Linked DNA regions of Mus musculus: all the other regions are linked to region 3. A link is a contact called in public Hi-C and HiCAR-type data. All regions are on one chromosome and are shown on one strand. The core of a region is the stretch at or near the end of the contact, and the rest is flanking DNA. Distances in the headings are between cores, read along the strand shown. Region 1 overlaps Pbx1 (pre B cell leukemia homeobox 1). Region 2 holds the start of Lmx1a (LIM homeobox transcription factor 1 alpha). Region 3 has its middle 22 kb from the start of Gm34535.

Region 1 (3,044 bases), core at 143-2,642, 1.3 Mb before region 3:
TGGGTAAAGATTTACCCAGGTAGAAGTGGGGTGGGCAACAATAAAGGAGCTTAATTTTTACATGGTAAATGCTCTAATTGAATACTCATTCAGAGGAGATTGGGTTTGCCAAGACTCATCACAATTGCTTTACAGACATGTAAAGAAAGGTTCTACCAGAGATTTGAAAATAAGAGAATGAAAAGAAGAAGAAGAAGAAGAAGAAGAAGAAGAAGAAGAAGAAGAAGAAGAAGAAGAAGAAGAAGAAGAAGAAGAAGAAGAAACCCAGAAGAACCGTCCTCCGTCCACACACACATTGCACCATTTCAATTATACTCTACTCATGAAAGTAAACTACACTGGACAATGTGCAAGAAGTAGGCACAAATAGGGGAGCACTTTGTTGTGCTATAGTACATAGGAGGTGATTGCTCTGATGGTCTTGGGGTGCACGTGTGTGTTTGAAAAAGGCAGAGAATCTTGCAGGTCTGTATTTCTTCCCAGGACAAGATTTCAAGATACTAGTACAACAACAACAACAACAAAACAAACAAACTGAGGTATTTGGATTCACTGACCCGGAAATTGTTCAGCTAGTCAGTTAAAAAAAAAATGCCGCCAGCTTTAAAGAAATAAGCGATACGGCTAACAGAAGTGACACTTCCTATTTATGGCTTGAAGTCAGTACTCTGGTGAGCTGGATACAAAATGCTTATTTAAAAGCTCCTTTTTATCTCTCTAGCACCATGCAAGACTCAAATGAACCTTTCACTGGGACACCAGAGATGTTAACACTCGTCCTCCAAGATCCAATTTCAACCAGCCGAGCTGTTACCTAATCCTGCAGCCATCACATATGATCAGGTTCCCGCCTCCCTGATGGGTGCCCAGCACCCCCTCCCTCCTTCCTTTCCCTCTCCTGCCCAACAGCTTTCCCTGAAACTGAGCTTTAAGAGTCCCCTTGCCTGTGCATGCTGGTCATACAGGGTCCCAACAGCCCCACTGGCTGTACATAACACCAAGATATTTATCCTTGTTAGCTAATAATTCTTAAAGGGGTTTCCTACTCACAAATCACTGCCTCCCATTCCAATCACGACAGAGACCAGTCACGACAGGTAAGTGATTTATACAGAGGTTGTCACAGCCTTCAGAAAACACCTGAAGTCACATCAGCTGCTATCACTTGCCCTAGGGTTAATCCGGTGCTAAAACTCCAGCGATAAGGAGACTGTCACAGCCTGATTGGAGCAGCCCTCACAACTGGCCTCCTGCTGTTCATTCTTTATTTATTTTCTTCACACAAGGAGAAAAACAAACCAAACCCAAAGGCACATTCAAGAGAGCCAGTGGGAGGTCTGTGCAAAGGATTGTTTTGTCCTTGGCTGAGCAACACAGCTCCAGAGTCGCTCCTGGCTGATGCCCACTAGAGGGCACTCTCTCCCCACCGAGGACTTGTTTAAAGAAGGGTCCCATAGCTACCAACATCTCCATGGAGCTGGGGAATTGGGATCTACTCCGATTTGAGATTCCCAAATGTGGGCAGACAGGGAGGAGGGCATATTAGCAGAAGGCATTGTTTCAGGCTATGGAGTGAAGCTTGAGACTCGCTCAGCTGAGCAAGATAAAGAGATGGTTGGAGAAGGGACATAAGACTTAGGGAAGGCTTGAGGAAGTCTCTTCATGGTTTCAAGGTACCAAGGCAGAAGAAGGTGCCAAGCCCAAGCCAGGCAGAGCTCTGAAGCCAGTGGAGAAAGAAGTAACCTGCCCTTGTACTTCTAGAAAGTGAAACCATTCATCCGCTGGGACCCTTTGTGCACATTGAATTGTGTCACCTGATGACAGAAAGCACACGCTCTGCTAGCACACTTACAGATTATAAAGGTACAGAAACTTGGCTAAAACAAGGCAGGCTCCTGCCACCAAGATCGAGAGCTCCTGGAAGCCAGTGGTGACATGGTGATCTCCCATGATCTCCCGGATCATGTATTATGCACCTCTTCGGGTCTTTTCAGCGCTCTTGTGCACAGCAGCCAAGTAGGATGTAGAACTATGGCGTCTTAGGCATCTGTGTCCTGCCACAGCTGGTTCCTGACACGTGCCCCACCCTCCGGTTGTAAGTTGTACAGAGAGAACACGTTTGCTCTCCCGTCTCTTCCAGTGCCCATTTCCCAAAACTCAGATCTGCCTTTCATATGTGGCCATTCTAAACAAGCAATGCTATGCTGACATTAAGGCAATGGCTCTCTGTGTGAGGGAGAGTCACCCAAGCACAGGACTGGTATCTGTGAAGGGTTCCCCCGAGGCCTAAGAGTACACCAAACTGCTTTAAGCTTTGTAGAACACCTCCCCCCTTCCCAACCCCTTACTCCTCCACCCCGACCTTTCAGGTTCTGTCATTTCCTTACAGGCATAACCATCCACAAACCGGTGGACACTTCTCCAGCTGGAAAATGACTGTGCTATGAACTGATTCTTCTAAACAGTGTCGGGACCCACATCTTCCATTCCTTAGTAGCCTGAAGCTTGGGGTTGTACTTATAGGCGCTCTTCCCCCGAAGTGCTCAAGCCTCTTCCGTCTTTGATGGAAAAGCTGTCTGGGTGAGTTATTTTAAAGAGTCGTCTATCAAGTAAATGGAAATGATTAACCATTTGATTCCCCCAGTTTCACAATCCAGCATTACAGGCAGCTGCCAGACAACGGTTGATGGATAGGCTCCAGAGAGCCCAGTACTGACGGAACTCAGACCTTAGAGGACCAAGCGGGAATCTTCCTGGCTGCTGGCCTAGAATGGCCTCTTCAGAGGGTTCCAGTGCACAGAATCTATAAATCTGGGACTCACTCTGATACTCAGTATTGTCCCCTTAGAATCACACAGGGCTTCGTTCAGGGTCAAAAGCCTCCTAAAGTGATACCACTTGGTGTGAAGACAAGATATCTTTCAATCCTTCCAATATTTTTCTTGGCTTATTAGCAATCAGGTATGCATAAACAGCATATGATATCAGAAAGGGACTTGTAAACTTCCTTCCAGCAACGAGACAGTAAGATCTTTAAGGATTTC
Region 2 (3,346 bases), core at 18-2,517, 1.8 Mb before region 3:
CAGGTGTCTGAGGTTAGTCATCACTTACGGTGCAGATCCGAGAGCAACCGGATCCCCATCCCGCCCGCGTGAAGTCTAGGTGGCACGGATCTCTGCCGAGTCTGGGGTGTAGCTCCCCCGGGGCAACCGTTCCACGTGGAGAGAAGGAAAAGTTTGGCGCGTCCGGGAGGTCCGGGCAGCAGACTGGAGCATCAGGCTGTAGCCTCGCGGTGGGTCGAGCAGCCAAGCCGGGGAAACAGAGCACCGCGGGCCCCGCCACGGGACGCGCTCCCAGGCCCCCGCCCTGCGCACCCCACCCCCTTCCCGGGCCGCGCACGCAGCCAGCGGCCACTGTCAGAAACCGCCCGAGCCGCCTCGAAGAAGGCAGGGCGGACTTTGCACCCAGGACCCTGGGCCTCCGGTTCCACCGCCGATCTTGGAGCAGCCGCCTGGTTTCCCCTTCCCGGCTGCAGAGCGGCGCGTGTTGGCGGGACGTCCCGAGGAGGATCGGCGGCTTGAGGCCACGGCCCGGCCCCACTCCGGCGCGCCGAGGAGCGGAATCGGGGGCCGGCGTTCGCTCCTGCTCTCTCCCGGGTGCGCCGGAGTCCGGGCGGCTGCTCTGGCTGCAGCCTAGGGGACGCCTCCTCCCTCCGCCAAAGCTGCCCGGCGTCTCCCGGCCACTTCGCGCTGCTCCGGACGCTGGGCGCGAGCTCGCCCATCAGGTAAGGAAGGCTGCGGGGATCCTTAGGCTCCGGCTCGGGCGGGCGTGTTTCTGAAAGTTGATTTGAAATGCATCCAAGAGTGAACCGGGCCAGTCGCGGCTCCTCCCCAAGGCGACTCCTTTGCTCCTGCAGACGTTCCCGGCACTGGCCGACCGGCGGGAGGACCTCCCCGCGCGCCCCGCACGCCTACTCCCGAGCGCCCCCCCCCCACCCCCCAAGCAGAGCGCTGCGCCAGGAGTACGGAAGCAGGCGGGACAGTCTCCGAGTCCCTTACTCTGCCTCTCTCTAAGACAGGTGAGGGTCGAAAGTGAGTGGTGGTGCCACTGGGATATCGGACCTGGTTGGTCCCGGCTTGGCCCTGGCTCTGAGAGCAGGCGTACCCCCACCCCATCACACAGAGTACCATAGTTCTAGTGGTGGGATCCCTAGGGGCCACATTAGTATAGGATGGGGCGGAGTCGGTCTTGGAATGGGAAACCTGGGGACAGGGGTGGGGGTGGGGGTTAGGAGAACGCAGTTAGGGGGCGGAGGCCTTAGCACATAACGCGTTGACTTCAAGTGAAATCAGAGCCGTCCGAGCAGTTCACGGTGGCTCTTCTCTCTCCTCCCACCTTACATTTCCCTTGTCTGGACTCTACCCTCTAGGCTCATTCTTGTCGCCCTGGACACTGCTTCTGTCCTGTCCCAGGAGAGTGGCAACTGAGGGTGCGGAGTCCCAACAGGCACGGGAAGCTAGACTCAACCGTTCCTCCGCTCTACAGGTCCTCCTGGCTCACCCCGAACATGTTGGACGGCCTGAAGATGGAGGAGAACTTTCAAAGTGCGATTGAGACCTCGGCATCTTTCTCCTCTTTGCTGGGTAAGTGTTCAACCGCATGCTCCCTAGAGCATCCTCCTTCTGCCGGGGCCGGGAGCTCAGTACGTCAGGTCTCTGATACTGGGTTAAGCGACCAGACTAGCACCCTCTTCGCGCGCACACAGAGGTGCCCACAATCTCTGTCTTTCCGTGTCCATCAGTCCTTTTGAGTCGTCCCTACCTAAATACAACCATCAAGCCTCCCCAGGCTTCACGAGTTCAACATCGAATTCCCCAAAGCCTTGAGGGGCGGGCGAGCATGTTCACAAGGCATTTGAGTGGCAAGTGATTAATAATACCCAGGGCTGGATTTTTAATCACGGAGCTGATCGACGGCTCATAAATGCCACCGGTTTCTCAGAGGCCTGTGTCCTAGCATGAGAGATCCGAGGCCCAGAGCGCCCAGGTTCTTCTCTTCCCCCACCAACTGCAGCCCCAATTTTAGTATTGGGCATGGCCGAGAGGCTTTTCCGGGCTGGTGGGCAGCGCTGCGCTGGGATTAGCTTGCACGGCGGGGCCCTTGCCTGGTCTTTAATTAACTGAAGCCGGACCCCTGTTCCGCAAGCTTGGTATCCCTCTACCCCCAACCCAGCCACTTCGAAGGAGCAGAGAATAGAGAGATCCAAAGAGTCATACCCATGGGTCTTTCAGAGTTCAGGCTTGTTTTGCCAGTGTCTCTTCAACTCTCCCTTTGGAATTTTCAAGTTTGGAGAAAAAAATGTTTTGTTTTGTTTTGTTTTTAAATTTTCTTTCTTCCTGTGTTTCTTCCCGCTTCTTTCTGAAGGAGAGATTTTTCTTTTATTTAAACCTCTTGCCTCTTTCTCTAACTTTAGAACCAATAGAGTGGGGCTGAAAAAATTTCGATTATAGAAACCATGTCCAGAGAGAAATCGCCCACTCCACCCCAACAGTTCAGAGGAAACGAAATTACAAAACCCATGCCCTCTTCTTTCAACCTCCCTTTCGAAATTGTCAGGATTTTCTCCCCAGAGCAAGAAGGAAGACGCAGGCTAGAGCCTGTGTGCGGACTCAGGCACACTGGGTTTGGTTCTCTGCACCATGAGACCCGCGACCCATCCTATGGTTTGTCCCAACCATAGGATGGGGTGCTGAGACCAAGACAACAGAAATTTACAATTGAGAACGACCACTTTCTCCCCAGGCCTTCTTGCTGGCTTCCCACCACACAAAACGACCTGTCCAGCTTACAAAGCAGAAAGTGAGATTAGTGTAGTGGTATGGAGAAGGATCGTCCCTTTGGGACATCACAGACAAGAGTGTTCTTGTGGGACAAGGGCTTCTTTAAACGGTTGTGAAAATTGTCAACAAAGGCGGCCAAGTATTTCTCCCTTGCTTGTTGGGGGCAAGGGGGGGGGCTGGAACAAGACCCGAAGGGAAAAAGTCAAAAAGGTCAAAGGGTAGGGCAGAGAAGATTCTCTGACTGAGCTAAGAGGTTTGTTGCTCCAATCAGCGCTTCTGAGCGCAGAAGATCTAGAATTCTCTGGCCAGCACCCTTCTCAGGGTCTCTGCGCTCAGCTATTATTTTTCCCCATCTTGACGTTTCCTAATTATGAAAAGCCACCTGCAATTTTCACGCCAAACAAGACATAGGAGAGATTCACTAGTTTGCACAGTACTGAGCTCACGTAGGGAGAGATGGTATTTTTCTGCCCCCGCAGGCCGCCTTTTATGAAGAAAACAGAAAATGATAATTTTCCTTAAAAAAATAGAACTCAGTTGCAAGCAAATTATTATCGATCATTTAAAAGTAGTCAAAGGACACAAATAC
Region 3 (3,201 bases), core at 455-2,954:
TGCTTAATTAAAATGAATGCCTAGATATGTAAATTCCTAGAATCAATCAATCCACTGATTGTTTATGACTTATCAAAGGTCCCTTTTGTCCCAAGACTATTCTGGTATAGGATGTAGTTTGTGGCCCCTAACTCAAGGAAGGTATCCTATTTTGAATTGAGTTCACAGCCTAATAGGGTCCAACCTGTGTCAAAGAGACAAAAGTCACAGCCATCTGCCACATGATGGAGACATAATGAGGAAAGATCATGGTGAGAATCCAGTCACTAGCTTAGGGGTGAGGCTGCCTTCTAGCCCACCAGTTTCTCATTGTTTCTCCTTCCTTAAGAAAGTTCTGCCATGAGCTGGTGAGATGGCTCAGAGGTTAAGACACTGCTCTTTCAGAGGTCATGAGTTCAAATCCCAGCAACCACTTAGTGGCTCACAATCATCTGTAATGAGAAAACAAATAAAGAACCTATGAGCTGGAACAGCTGGGACAAGTAGAGTCAGAGCAAAAGGGTGGAAGGGAAGGGTGGGGGTGGAAGAAGGCTCTGCCAATTAATGCAAAGGCTCTAACACTTAATGTTTATGTTGAGTGGGAAAACCCCAACTCTCAGGAAGAGCTGTGTGAGCCTACACTTATTTCCTTCTCCAGCTGTCTGTGGTTTATATAATTACGAGAGGAGAAAAGCTGAAGGAGTAGGAAGACGTGATGTCTCCAGCTCCATTGGATGTCTGCATTTCACCTGGTAAGCAACAGCTAAAGTCTTTTCAAGGATTGTAGGGTCTCTTTTTTTCTTTCTTCCTTTCATTCTCTCGTTTTTATCTTTATTTTGTTGTTTGAGACAAAACCGCATGTAGCTGGCCTCAAAGTTAGTGTGTAGCCAAGGCTGGCCTTGAACTCCTGATCTTCCTGCCTCCACTTTGCAGGAGCAGGGATTCCAGATGTGTGCCACATGGCCAGCTTATGAAGCCCATCTTTAGAAACAGCATGGGATGCTTAAGAGGCAAAGGAGAAGGTGAAGACATGTGCCTGCAGCAGCCAGAGTTATGTCAGAACAAAGACCGAATTCAAGCTCTCCCGGGTGAGCCCCAGCTGGGGTCTCTTTCTTCACTATCCCAGCATGCTTAGGGTTGGGAAGTCACTAGATGAATGTCATTATCTTCTCAGTGGTTGTACAGAGTTGTATGTAGCATAAGCAGAGAGGAATAAGAAAATTTAATTTGCTAATTAACACACTTGGGCTGTCTGCAGCTACCCAGTCCAAGTGCAACAGGGCTTCTTTAAAGAATTAGAAAGTATAAGAAAATGACTTATGGAAATGAAAGTTTATTTCCAAAGTTTATTTCGATATATCAATTGGAGTCGCCATAGACATAGAATTTGGTAACTCACCTTCAATGCCTTCTCATTAAGAAGCTAGAGGGAAAAGCTTGGAGAGGCCAAGAGAGCAAAGTCTCTTCTGTAGAGGCAGCCAGATGTTTCCTCTTCTGCCGAGTCCTGTCTAATCTTAGCCACCTGCTCACTCGTTACGAGGCACAGGGACTCTTGCTTTCCCATTGCCTGCATAGAATGCTGATTCTGTACAACAGAGTCACTGTTACTCAGTTAAAATCGTCTTAGATCCATAAAAACCAGTTCATTGTATGTGAGCTTTCCTCCCTGAGTGTGTTCCAAGAGTGCCCCTCAGGACGTCTCTTCCTTCCAGTGCATTCTGCCAAATGCGTGCTAATTACCTCTCTCCCTAGGAAGAGCCTCTCTGTTTGTCTGTTTGGTGCCACAACTCAGACTTGCTGGATTGTGTCCATGCTCAGGCGACAGCGGGGCATTTAGCCATTCTCTCAAGAAGATGTGCTTATTGCAATTGGACTGGAAAATAAATTCCTCACACAGCATTGAAACACTCCTCAGTTTATTTTTTTCTTTCTTCCATGAATCATTCCCAAGCTCCTATTATGCGCCAGGCACCAGATTTGGCTCTGGGATTATAAGGCTCAACCAAAGACTTGGCTCCTGTGGAAGCTACTTACTCATTCAGCAAATCCAATAGTGGAGGACAATAGGAGGTGTGGTAAGTGGTATGTGATGACGTCACAGCCAGTCAGCATAGATGAGCATAGAGATGGCTTCTGGAGAAATCATACTTAAACTACAGAGTAGTGAGCAAGAAAGAAAACTGAGTGGAGTGTGTGTATGTATGTATGTATGTGTGTGTGTGTATATGTATGTATATATATACATGTATGTATGTATATATATATATATATACATATATATATATTTGTGTATGTGATGACATGTTTATGTGTGTGTATGTGTTTGTGTTGTATAAATGTATGCATATATTTGTGTGTGCATATGTATTGAGATATGTATATATATCATAAGATATATATGTGTACGTATATATCATAAGGAAAATAATAAAACTCAAAACTCAGATACATGGATATTTAAGGAGATTGTGGAGACCTAAGTGCATTCGACTTTTTGTCCCGTGACAGATAGTTGGGAGAAATAATTTAAAAGGGAGAAAGATCTATTCTGGCTCCAGTTTCAGTCCACCATGATCAGTGGCTGGGTAGCTTTTTCTATGGGAAAGCAGCAGGCATACATTCTGCAGGATACTGGTTTGAAGGCTGACCCCTGCTGTGACAGTACTCATCAAGATGCATTGCCCAGCAGAAACTAGCACCTTCCACTGACTACTTCTACTAAGCTCAGAGCATCTTTCTTCCCAGGGAGTGCATTCAGAGGAGGAGGTATCTGTCTTCAGCACCTGGTTCATTTGATATGAGATCTAAACTGAGTAATGGAAATCACTTTAATTCCTCCCAAGTCCTAGGCCTATTCTGTAAGCCATCCTGTGCTGAAGTTCAAGAACCCACATAACGGGTGGCTAACACTTCTTGTTTTAAGACGTTAAGCAACAAGTTAACCGCACATTTTATCTACTACAAAAAATGATTCTGAAGATTTTCCAGTTTCTTTCTAAATCAGGCTTGAGGGTGAGTTCCACCAGCTCTAAGGTTCACACACTGTGTCAGTGCTGAAGCCACACACACACTGGGGACAGGATTGTCCCCTAGCCCAGACCTTTTGAAACCTGGCTAGATCCCTCCCATCACTGGACAAATCCTTGTTACCAAGGAATGCCAGGGAACTTCAAAAATCTGGAGCAAGCAAATGTGGTTTAGTACATTTAAAAAAACAAATTC

Evidence for each region. A called contact is a pair of places that touch in the nucleus more often than the background predicts. HiCAR-type assays count read pairs that join an accessible place to other places.
Region 1: a contact with region 3 is called in a Hi-C map of neural progenitor cells, with 2.1 times the contacts expected there. The contact joins two enhancer-like sites. A contact is called at or near these places in 1 of 15 datasets of contacts at CTCF or cohesin (pro-B cells), 5 of 484 Hi-C or Micro-C datasets (cerebellum, cochlea, cranial neural crest and 2 more), 4 of 115 datasets of contacts at active chromatin or transcription factors (astrocytes, embryonic stem cells, neural progenitor cells and 1 more) and 1 of 9 other capture datasets (embryonic stem cells).
Region 2: a contact with region 3 is called in a HiCAR-type map of astrocytes, with 4 times the contacts expected there. The contact joins the promoter of Lmx1a here to the enhancer-like site in region 3. A contact is called at or near these places in 1 of 39 promoter capture datasets (embryonic stem cells) and 6 of 115 datasets of contacts at active chromatin or transcription factors (astrocytes, embryonic forebrain, embryonic stem cells and 3 more).

The regions. Positions count from the first base shown.
Region 1 is chr1:168,212,924-168,215,967 of GRCm38.p6, forward strand. The region is part of intron 2 of Pbx1 (pre B cell leukemia homeobox 1); the gene reads right to left. Among named protein-coding and RNA genes, the nearest start is that of Gm51671, 130 kb to the right of the region's middle. Within about 2 kb of position 1,393, at least 56 of the 459 cell types and tissues checked have an H3K27ac peak or open chromatin away from gene starts, as enhancers often do. A contact at or near this core is called in neural progenitor cells, where this site is marked.
Region 2 is chr1:167,688,291-167,691,636 of GRCm38.p6, forward strand. Lmx1a (LIM homeobox transcription factor 1 alpha) reads left to right here and starts at 1,268. Exons shown (of 8, transcript NM_033652.5): 1 at 1,268-1,560. The coding sequence starts at 1,485.
Region 3 is chr1:169,483,782-169,486,982 of GRCm38.p6, forward strand. No RefSeq gene overlaps it. Among named protein-coding and RNA genes, the nearest start is that of Gm34535, 22 kb to the left of the region's middle. Within about 2 kb of position 1,705, at least 49 of the 459 cell types and tissues checked have an H3K27ac peak or open chromatin away from gene starts, as enhancers often do. A contact at or near this core is called in astrocytes, forebrain, neural progenitor cells and 1 more, where this site is marked.